Linked DNA regions of Sus scrofa: region 2 is linked to region 1. A link is a contact called in public Hi-C data. All regions are on one chromosome and are shown on one strand. Each heading gives the region's core, a stretch centred on a gene start, on an enhancer-like site or on the middle of the called end of the contact. The rest is flanking DNA. Distances are from core to core; before and after follow the strand shown.

Evidence for each region. A called contact is a pair of places that touch in the nucleus more often than the background predicts.
Region 2: a Hi-C map of alveolar macrophages shows a contact between it and region 1, with 3 times the contacts expected there. The contact joins the promoter of CRB2 here to the enhancer-like site in region 1. A contact is called at or near these places in 3 of 5 promoter capture datasets (fetal skeletal muscle and liver) and 5 of 47 Hi-C or Micro-C datasets (alveolar macrophages, epiblast stem cells, heart right ventricle and 1 more).

What each region holds. Positions count from the first base shown.
Region 1 is chr1:264,064,949-264,070,128 of Sscrofa11.1, forward strand. All of the region lies in intron 12 of STRBP (spermatid perinuclear RNA-binding protein), which reads right to left. Among named protein-coding and RNA genes, the nearest start is that of GPR21, 110 kb to the left of the region's middle. Within about 2 kb of position 2,838, at least 2 of the 83 cell types and tissues checked have an H3K27ac peak or open chromatin away from gene starts, as enhancers often do. A contact at or near this core is called in alveolar macrophages, where this site is marked.
Region 2 is chr1:264,275,238-264,280,417 of Sscrofa11.1, forward strand. It overlaps CRB2 (protein crumbs homolog 2), which reads left to right and starts at 2,312. Exons shown (of 13, transcript XM_003122155.6): 1 at 2,312-2,499. The coding sequence starts at 2,400. It overlaps LOC102165127 (a long non-coding RNA gene), which reads right to left and starts at 2,301. Exons shown (of 9, transcript XR_002339005.1): 1 at 2,176-2,301; 2 at 1,564-1,650; 3 at 548-736; 4 at 163-230.

The DNA of each region.
Region 1 (5,180 bases), core at 1,588-4,087:
ATCACCTCAGAGGGCACCACAGAGGAGGGCACTGTACCTGAACACCACCCATTGTTGTTCTCATTCCCCTGGGGACTCACGCACCCTGCCATTGCCACTGCCACTGCCAAATGCTCCAGGCACCGCCTAAATCTGCCTGAGCTCAATACCACTTCCCAGGGCCCTGCAAGTAGGGAGTAGCTTGTGCCACCTTTCTGCAGGTCCTTGCTACTGTCAAGATCCCAGCAACTAGGCACTGACTACTAGCCCTACCCATTGCCTCCTTCTCCCCTGGAAACACTCAGCACCCTAGGGATGAAAGCCTGATCACACAGAAGAGAGAGAGAGCAAATATCCAAACTCCCACACCAAAAATAAAGAGAACCTCCTACAAAATACAAAGGGGTGCTCTTGCATAGAAATAGGCCTCCACGACTATAGTTTGGTTTCCCTACACTCACAAAAAATAAAAATATAAGCAAAATGAAGGAGCTCAGGAATCATTCCCAGTTAAAAGAACAGGGGAATTCACCTGAAAGAGGAAACAATGAAGCAAACCTGTGCAGTCTAATAGACACAGAGTTCAAAAAGGAGACAGGGAAAATACTGAAGGGATTAAGGGTGAATATCAAGGAATTAAGAGCAGATATGAACAATAATACGATTACTTTAGAAAGGAACTAGAAAATATAGGAGGAATGTGGAAAAATTAAAAAATTCATTTGCAGGGATGCAAACTGAGCAAAAGGCCCCAAGGAGTGGAATGAAAAATGCAGAGCAACAAATTAGTGACTTGGAAGCTAGAATAATGGAAATCACCCAATCAGGAGAACAGACAAAAACAACCAAAGGGAAAAAAAACATGAAAGCAATAGGAGATCTATGGGATAATATAAAGCAGCCCAATCGATGCATAATAGGAGTTTCAGAAGGAGAAGAACAAGAAAAGGGGATTGAAAATATATTTCAAGAAATTATGGCTGAAAATTTTCCAAGTCTAAAGAAAACAGATATCAAGATATAGAAAGCACAAAGGGCCCAAAACAAGTTGAACCCAAACAGGCCCACACCAAGACATATTATAATAAAAATGGCAAAAGTTAAAAGAGAGGATTCTAAAGGCAGCAAAAGAAGCACAGAGTGTTAATCATAAGGGAACCCACATAAGGCTATCAGCTGATTTCTCTACAGAAACACCACAGGCCAGGCAAGATATATTCAAAGCTCTAAAAGGGAAAAATCTGTAGCCTAGAATACTCTACCCAACAAAGATATCATTTAAAAAAGAAGGGGAAATAAAGAATTTCTCCAACAAACAGGAGCTAAAAGAGTACAGCAATACTAAACCCTTTCTAAAAGAAATACTGAAAGGACTTCTCTAAATAAAAAAAAAAAGTAAGAAGAAACAGGATGGAGGAAACTACGATTGGAAAGCAATCACTTAAATAAGCCAGTATACAGATCTAAAATGGAACAAAAACCTATTTTACGAAAACCTATTGTAAAAGTGACGATAAACACAAGGAACAGCAAAAGGACACACATGAAGATGTTTAAAAAAGATTTCAAAAACATGGAACATGGGGAAGGAAAGCAAGAAAATCTAGACTCTTTTCTTTCTAATAGTGTGTTTGAGCTTATAAGACTATCAGGCTAAAGCAAGCAGACATAAGGTTAACTTACTTAAAAAACAGAACAACCAAACATTACATTCACAAAAACTAAAAAGAAAAGTACACAAGCATAAAATAAGCGGAAATCATCCAACCAAAAAAAGAAAGGAACAAAGGAGAAAAACGTTGCTTGAAAAAGACACATACACCTGTGTGTTCATTGCAGCACTATTCACAATAGCCAAGACATGGAAACAACCTAAACGTCCATTAACAGATGAATGGATTAAGAAGATGTGGTATATATACACAATGGAATGCTACTGAGCCATAAAAAGGAAAAAAATAATGCTGTTTGCAGCAACATGGATGGAACTAGAGACTCTCACAGAATGAAGTAAGTTAGAAAGAGAACCATATGCTATCACTTATACCTGGAATCTAATATATGGCAGAAATAAACCTTTCCACAGAAAAGAAACTCATGGACTTGGAAAACAGATTTTTGCTTGCGGGGGGGGGGAGTGGGATGGACTGGGAGTTTGGGATTAATAGATGTAAACTATTGCATTTGGAATGTTAAAGCAATGAGATCCTGCTGTATAGCGCTGGGAACTATACCTACTCACTTGTGATAGAGCATGATGGAGGATAATGTGAGAAAAAAGAATATGTGTGTGTGTGTGTGAGAGAGAGAGAAAGAGAGACTGGGTCACTTTGCTGTACAGTAGAAAACTGACAAAACACTGTAAGCCAACTATAATGGAAAAAATAAAATCATTAAATAAATAAAGGATGGGGAGTGCCTGTGGTGGCACAGCAGAAACAAATCCGACTAATAACCATAAGGTTATGGGTTTGATCCCTGGTCTCGCTCAGTGGGTTGAGGATCCAGCACTGCCATGAGCTGTGCACAGACGTGGCTCAGATCCTGCGCTGCACTGGCTATGGCGAAGGCTGGAAGCTGTAGCTCTGAATCCACCCCTAGCCTGGGAAAACAAAAATAAAAATAAATAAAGAATGACAGAAATATAAACCTGAGGCTACTCTGGGTTCATTTAATTTGCAGATGAGAAGCAGAGAAACCCTAGAGTCAAGTTCCACCACTGAGGTGGTGGGGAAAGTAAAATAGCACACTGTGAAAAGTACAAAGGAAAAGGACATGATGGCCTAACCCCTTTATTCCTCCTCTGGTCTTCAATTATCCAATCTGCAAAACAGGAAGATTCATCAACTGACCTCTAAATTCTATGACTCAATCCAATAGGGGAAATTAGCACAAAAAGGAACTCAAGAAGTTTCTTTACCCTTGGAGCCAACCTGCCTGCTAATGACATCTGAAGCTTTTATTAGGCATCTCTCTGGCTTTCAACTTACACCTTAACTGAGTCTTGAAAGAAAAGATTCAGTGTCTAGGTTTTTCTACTACTAAGTAAGTGAGCCAGGAACAAGATCATGTTTGTATCTCCAACCCTGCCTCTCAAGGCTTGATGACTTTATAGTTTTCCCCAATGTTCATTCTTCTTATATATCCATTCATGCCTAGAATTTCTCATCTTTTTAAAAATACAGTTTTCAGAACAGTTTGTATATGTATGTTTGCCCACCTTTTAACTTCTCCTTCCAGGTTAAACTGCTTTTTAGATGTTTGTAAAAAAAAATACGTTCACTAGCACTTTTATAAGCCTCTTTCAAACAGGCTGACACTGCATTGTCACTTATTGATTTAAAGGTTTATATCAGAAGATATAGAGCTAGGTTCCTAAAGATCCTTGCATTTGTTACAGTGGTTGATCAATGTCTTAAATTGCTGGAGTGTAAAAGCAATGGCATATTTCATTATAATCACAACTATATTTAATAGGTGTCTCAAAAAACTGTTATGGGTAGCTATGAAAATAAGAAGCCAGACACTAGTCTTTATAAACAATGGCATCCTGTATAAAAGACTTTGTCAATATAAATAAAATAGTATTACTCTAAACAAAAAAATGGGTGTATGTAGAATTCTATACCAACAGAACTTGAAATTAATTCACCCAATTCATATGGAGAACCTGACAATCTGCTGAACATTTCAAACTGGAAATAAATTCCTTGCATTCATTGTGAGTAAGGCCAGGAACACTTCTTTAACATCTTAAGTTCTAAAAGTACTCAGGTAGTACTTCACACTAAGTACACTAACACCATTTGGTTACATCCTTGCCAAGATTTGTAAAGAAATGCCTGAGTCCTGCAAATATGCTCTCCCTGAGAAATCTCAACTCTCAAAGAACAGTTATCAGTCTGAGGTTAACACCAGCTGCAAGTCAACACAGGATGCAAGTCAAAAACCAAGAACCCCAAAGAAAACTGATTTGTTTACTCCAATAAAAACTAAAGGCATGCAGCTTTCCCAATTTAATACAGTTAAAACAGTCTAATGTGAATTATTTATGCCCACTTCTCTCTGCCCTTTTCTCACATATCAGATTCACTTGTTATGTAGCAGCATACTTCAATACTTTTATAAACAGTTTATATAATGGATGGATAATCTCCAAGGATATTCCAAGTGTACTGCAATGCAGCACAACTAACAAAAAATTTCAAAGTAAGTCATTTTTCTATAAACACTTATTCTAAGGTTATTAACTAACGTAAGCTACAGAAGTAAAAAGAAAAGTGTATGGGAGTTCCTGCTGTGGCTCAGGGGGTTAAGAACCCAACTAGGATCCATGAGGATGCGGGTTCGATCCCTGGCCTTGCTCAGTGGGTTAAGGACATGGAGTTGCCGTGAGCTGTGGCGTAGGTCGCAGACACAGCTCAGATCAGGTCGCAGACACAGCTCAGATCCTGTGTTGTTGTGGTCATAGGCTGGCAGCTGCAGCTCCAAATGGAACCCTAGACCCGGGAATATCTATATGCTGCAGGTGCAGTCCTATAAAGGAAAAAAGAAGAAAGTACAGAGTTTTCAGACCTCTAGAACTAGTTCACTTGGAATCAATCTTGATGCCAAAAAGACTGGCATACTAAAGAAAATGAGAGTTTTCAATATCTAGCAAACAAATCAAACCTAATAAACACATCAACTGAGTGGAAAAAAATCACAAAATGATTTCTGGAAAAAAAAATGTGAATGAAAAATCTAGGGTAACCATGCCCATTTTCTCCTAGATGGGGCTTGAGGCTGAGAAAGTTGATACCCTCAAAGATGAGAGGCCAAGAGTGAAAACATGAAACACAGAGATCCCGTCCTGGCTCAGCAGTCAGCGAACTCAACTAGCATCCATGAGGACAGGGGTTTGATCCCTGGCCTCGCTCAATGGGTTAAGAATCTAGTGTTGCCCTGAGCTGTGGTGTAGATCACAGACATGGCTTGGATCCTGCGTTGCTGTGGCTCTGGCGTAGGCCAGTGGCTACAGTTCCAATTGGACCCCTAACCTGGGAACCTCCATATGCATGGGGTGTGGCCTTAAAAAGACAAAAAGGGAGTTCCCGTCGTGGCGCAGTGGTTAACGAATCCGACTAGGAACCATGAGGTTGCGGGTTCGGTCCCTGCCCTTGCTCAGTGGGTTAACGATCCGGCGTTGCCGTGAGCTGTGG
Region 2 (5,180 bases), core at 1,062-3,561, 210 kb after region 1:
ATAATTCCTGAGTTGTGTGGAATGCAGTTAGTCAACCTAGAGTCAGAGGTTGGAGGAGGGGAGAGGGGGTGGCATCAGGCAGATCCCAGTTTGAATCCCACCCCCCATCCCCCGCACCACCACCCCTCCCCCGGCTGTGGGACTCTGAGCAGCCAGTCTCACCTCTCTGGGTCTCAGTTTCCTCATCTGTAAAATGGCGTCAGTGCTGCCCTTGCAGTGTCCTTGAGGGGCTAAAATGAGGTTACGTGTTGGTTTGTTTTCCTCTTCCTCACCGCCCTCTCCCCCAGGTCGGGAGGTTAGAGGAAGTGGACCCTCCGGATGGACCGTCTTCTCAGAGGGGCTGACCCACTCTCACTGTCTCTTCTCGGGGTGCGGACCGGGGGGTTGCGTCAGGATGGTGGGTCTAGCCTCAGTCCTGCCTGCCACCCGCCGACTCCCGGGCCCCCTCCTTGCAGCTCACAAGGGGCTCCCTCTGCCGGTGCTGTTGAGATCCCGCATCCCTCCCTCCCCGCCCTCCAGGACCCCTCAGGACACTCCCGGTTCTGACCACAAGGTGGCGCGTGGCGGCTGCGGGACCGGGGCTGGGGGCAGGGCCCGGACAGGCGCTCGGATTAGGCGCCCTTCTGACTTCGGAGCTCCCTGTGAAAGCCGGTGTTTGGGTCTGAGCATCCGGGGACCCAGCGGGCTGTGGCAGCCTCGTGGTCCTCCTGTTCCCCTTCTGCGGCTCCCTGGATCTCTGAGAAGCAGAATAAAGGGAACTTGCCCTGCCGCTTCAACTCACTGTCATCCCCATTTTAGAGATGATGAAACTGAGCCCCAGAAAAGGAAGTCAGGTGCTGAGGTCACTCCCTAATCAGTGGCAGAGCGGGGCTCAAACCTGGATCTACTCATCTGACCGGGCTTCCGGGGTAGGGTTGGGGTTGTCTGTGAGAGGCGGGGAATTAAAAGTGATTTGGGACTGTGGGGGCTTCCAAAAACCCAGGAGGGCACGTGACAAGAGGGTGGAGACGGGGCGGGGAGGCAGACCCCTGTCCACCTCTGAGCTCTTCCCCAGCGCTGGAGGACCTCCGAGCCACCTGCTGCCACCTGTGCCCTGTGTGACCCCCACTGCTCTCTTCCCTGAGCGGGCCCCAGACCACTGTCTGTCCCTCTTGTGCGGCCTGGAGCTCCATCAATGTACAGGGCTGTCTCTCCAGACTGTGCCCTCTGGGTGTCAGGGACACATCCAGAGCCCAGCATAGGGCCTGCGTGGCCCGAGTCCATGGTCACTGAATTGGGCCACACAGGGCTGAGTTGGCAGGGGCCAGCTGCTCATTTCAGGAAGTTCTTTCAGCAAGGGGATTCTCCTTTCACTGGAGCTGAGGGCAGAGGGAGAATGGGCTGTTTTTTGATGTTGTAGTGCCTTTGAGATGACCTAGATTCCTGGGTCAGGTCCCCACAAGAATGCCTCCTCTCCACCCAAAACATTCCCCCCTCCAGCCTGGAGCAAGCAAATGTCAAGTGCAGCAGACTATAAGGTTAGACAACAAGAAGGACTTCCAGCAGTGGAGCCGGAAAACTTACTGCTTCATGAGAGCTGCTGTTCAGTAGAATGGGCTGCCTTGGATTGCTGGGAGTTTCCTGGAGTTGTAAACAGCAAAGGCGGGGGATCTAGGCCACAGGAGAGAAACAGAAAAGTTTAGAGGGCTGTGGTGGGAGGGGCTGTGTGTGGCAGTGTGTGGGGCCCAAGGGAGTGGAAGGGGGTGGTGGGACCAAGGGACAGTGAGAAGGAAGAGCTGCTAGAAGCTGGCGGTGGGTTGAAGGTGGGGCATGGGGGGGAGGTGTCAGCTGCAGGTGCGGGGAGGGACGGGATGGGGGGGAAGGAGGCCTTTTCAGGTGGGCTGCCCTGGGAGGGAGCAAGCTGAGCGGGAGGGGCCAGGGGCTTTGGGGCAGAGAGGAAGTCTGGGAGGGAGGCCCGGCCCCAAGAGAAGAAGGGGTGAGGGGCAGCTGAAGTCTTGGGAGTCGCTGGCATTGTCTGGGGAGAGGAAGAGCCCCTCGGAACAGAAGTGTCTCTCAGGAGGCTGAGGCAGCAGGACCTGAGAGGAGGGAGGCAAAGGCGGGGGGGGGGGCTCAGGAGGGGGAGAGGGGTGGGCCCTGAGAGAGCATCAGACCCACGGGGGACCCCTGAGGCCTCACCTGGAGTCTGGAGCCCTGGGGCCTTGGGGAGAGGGGTGGCTGGCCCCTGCTCCGGAGCCCTGCTCCAGGTGGAGCAGCGGGGGAGGCCGGGCTGGGGAGGAGGCGGGAGGCCGGGGGAGGGGCCGGGCCTCTGTCCACGGCATTAGTGCTGGTTGGAGGGAGAGGGGGTGTGGAGCCCGCCAGGCCGCCTGTTCCCACAGCCGCCAGCCGAGCAGAGCGCTGCCATGGCGCTGGCCAGGCCTGGGACCCAGGACCTCATGCCCCCAGTTCCTCTCCTGCTGCTGCTGCTGCTGCTCTGGGCCCCTGCCCTCGCCCTCCCGACCGGTGAGTTGGGGCCTGAGCCTTGGAGGCCCTGGGGCTGGCTCTGCCCCCAAAACAGACTCCCTGGACCCTGGGGGGCTGTCCGTGTGGGTGCCTGGCTGACTGCGGGGTGCAGAGGGGAGTGCTGCTGGGGCAGCTGGCACCCGCGTGGTCGAGGGGGACTTTGTGGGGGGATGGTGGCCAGCTGTGGTCCGGGTAACAGGCTCTGTGCATCTCGGGAGGGGTGCTGTACCCTGCACAGGAGGGGGTGTTGGGGCTCGGGTGTCCCGGCCTGTGAGGTCAGCGTTTGGGGAGCTCTGATGTGTGCTGTGTGCAGGCCGGGGTGTGGGTCGTAGGTGCGTGGAAGTTGTGAGGTGGGACGGCTGTCCCACCCGTGCCAGGAGTTGTGTCTGAGGCTCTCTGGGTGCGGTGGGCTGTATCCCAGCGTGACTTGTGGGGTTGAAGTTATCAAGTGGGTGGAACTGTGTCTCTGCTCGTGACCTGGGGTAGGGGCGGGAGACCCCAGCCCGGGGGACTGGGGTGGAGAAGAGGGAAGGAGATCCAGGGGAGCTGGGCGCCTGTCTGCATCCCCTCCATGTGTGAGCTGGCCCTGCCTGCACTGGGGGGCTCTGGGGTCCCTGGGGGGTGGCTGGGCACCTGGGAACACGTGTGTCCACTCTTGCCCCCACCCGGCATTCCCAGGCCAAGCTGAAAGGGCTTTCTGAAGCGTGCCCTGTTCACCAAGAGGCTTTTGCTTTTGTCCAAGTGGATTCCTGCACGCGGGCCTAGGATTCTTCCTGGGGGGTCCAGGGACGCTTTGTCTTGGTCACTATAGCTACGGGGCCAGGACTGGGACGTCTTGCGCAGGCAAATGGCCTGGGCTCCGCCACGGCTGGGGGAGCCCCCGCCTCCTCAGACTCCCAGGGTGTGGGGCCCACACCCCCCCCCCCGCCCCCGCCCAGGCCCTCACCTGGCGCTTCCTCAGCCTCTCAGCCTTCGTCCCCTCTGCTCTCCGCAGGCCTGCAGCCTGGGCTCCTGAGGCAGATCTGAAAGGAGCTGGGGGCCTGCTCTCTGCACAAGGGGCATGTGAGCTGGTGCCTGTCCCCTACCCTACAATGCACACGCACAGATCACTCAAATGTACACATGCGTGTACACACACAAATCACATGTGTACACACACACACACCTGCCAGCACACCAGTGTGGGACACATGACCACGTGAACAGGTGTCCACAGGTACACGTAGACCCCCCCCACGCATGCACTTGTGGGCACACACATGACACGTACGTGACGTGTGCCTGCACACATGTGTGCATTCTTACTCAGACGTACATTCACATGCACCTTGCAGCAGCCTGAACACAAAGTAGATGCTACAGGAGGGAACGGACACCGATAGACACACTCCCCCCCCCACAGCCCCGCTGGGACTCCCAGGGCCAGCCTTTCCCCCTGCGATTCCCCCCAGAGGGAGCCCCCTCTCTGCGGATCCCTGAGGGCTGGTGGGGGTGGTGGAGTCTTGAGCATTTCTGGATGCTGGACCCAAGTACTGACCGCCGGGAGGAGAGGCGCTGGGGATTGTGTCACTTGAAAAGTAGCCTCTATCCCAGAGGGGCTGGGGATTCTGGATGCCCTGGGCCCCAGGCTCTGCTGCCAAGCCCGCCAGGCCCTGAGGGGGGGGTGGGGGCCCCTCTGCCTCAGGCCCTCTCTGCCGCAAAGGCCGGCTGGTTGCTAGGAGAGCACCAAGCATCTCAGAGCACAATGGGGCACATCAGGCTCTCACATCCCTCCCGCTCCCCGCACACCCTGGGAGCCTGGATGACAAAGGGGTGGCGAGTCCAGCCCCAAGTCTGGCCCCTCCTCCAGCCAGAGCTGGGTGGGAGCCTGTGGGATAGAGGCAGGGCGTGGGGAACTGCACACAAGCACCCAGCATCGGGATCTGTTGAAGAGTCAGTGTTCGCCCTGAGTAAAATTTGTTGGCAAATGAATAAATAATACCATCGGCCACTACGGGGCAGACGCTGTGCTGCTGAACTAACATGAGCAAATTTAACTCTCACAACAGCGCTCTGAGGTTGACTCTGATACCTCCAGTCTACAGAGAAGGAAAGTGAGGCCCAGAGAGGGTCAGTAACTTGCTCTGAGTCACAAAGCTTATGTGTGGTGGGGCAGGGTGAGGAGGGGGGCAGGATTTCACAGTCCCCTCTGGGACTAGTCTGTAAAGTCACATCTCTTCTCCGTGCTTCTGTCTAGAGAGCAAACCAGCTCACTCCAATGGTTGCTACAAGAATTCAATAAGAAAATGCAGTGGTTCTCCAACTTAGGTTTGGCATGGCAAGCCCCCCTGCCCACCCCACCCCCCCGCTGCCCGTTTCAAATGACATTTTTAGACAGAAGCCGGGCACCCACTCATAGTTAAAAGTGAAATAGTTACAAGTGGCCGGTCCGGTGGTGGCAGGCCCAGAGCCCCATCTGCTTGGTCTCGCCCCCATTTCCGGACGTGCCTCTGTGGCCCCAGTGCTCTGAGACGATGGTTTGGGAACAGTGGGGTCACTGAGGCCTGGCAAAGGGTAGACAGAGGATCTGTGGCTGCTACTGCTGCCATTATCAACATTATGCCTTTTAACCTCGGGTGACAAACATTTTCGTAAAAGACTATTCCCAACCTTCCTGCCTTATTAGAATAAGTTAGCCCTTT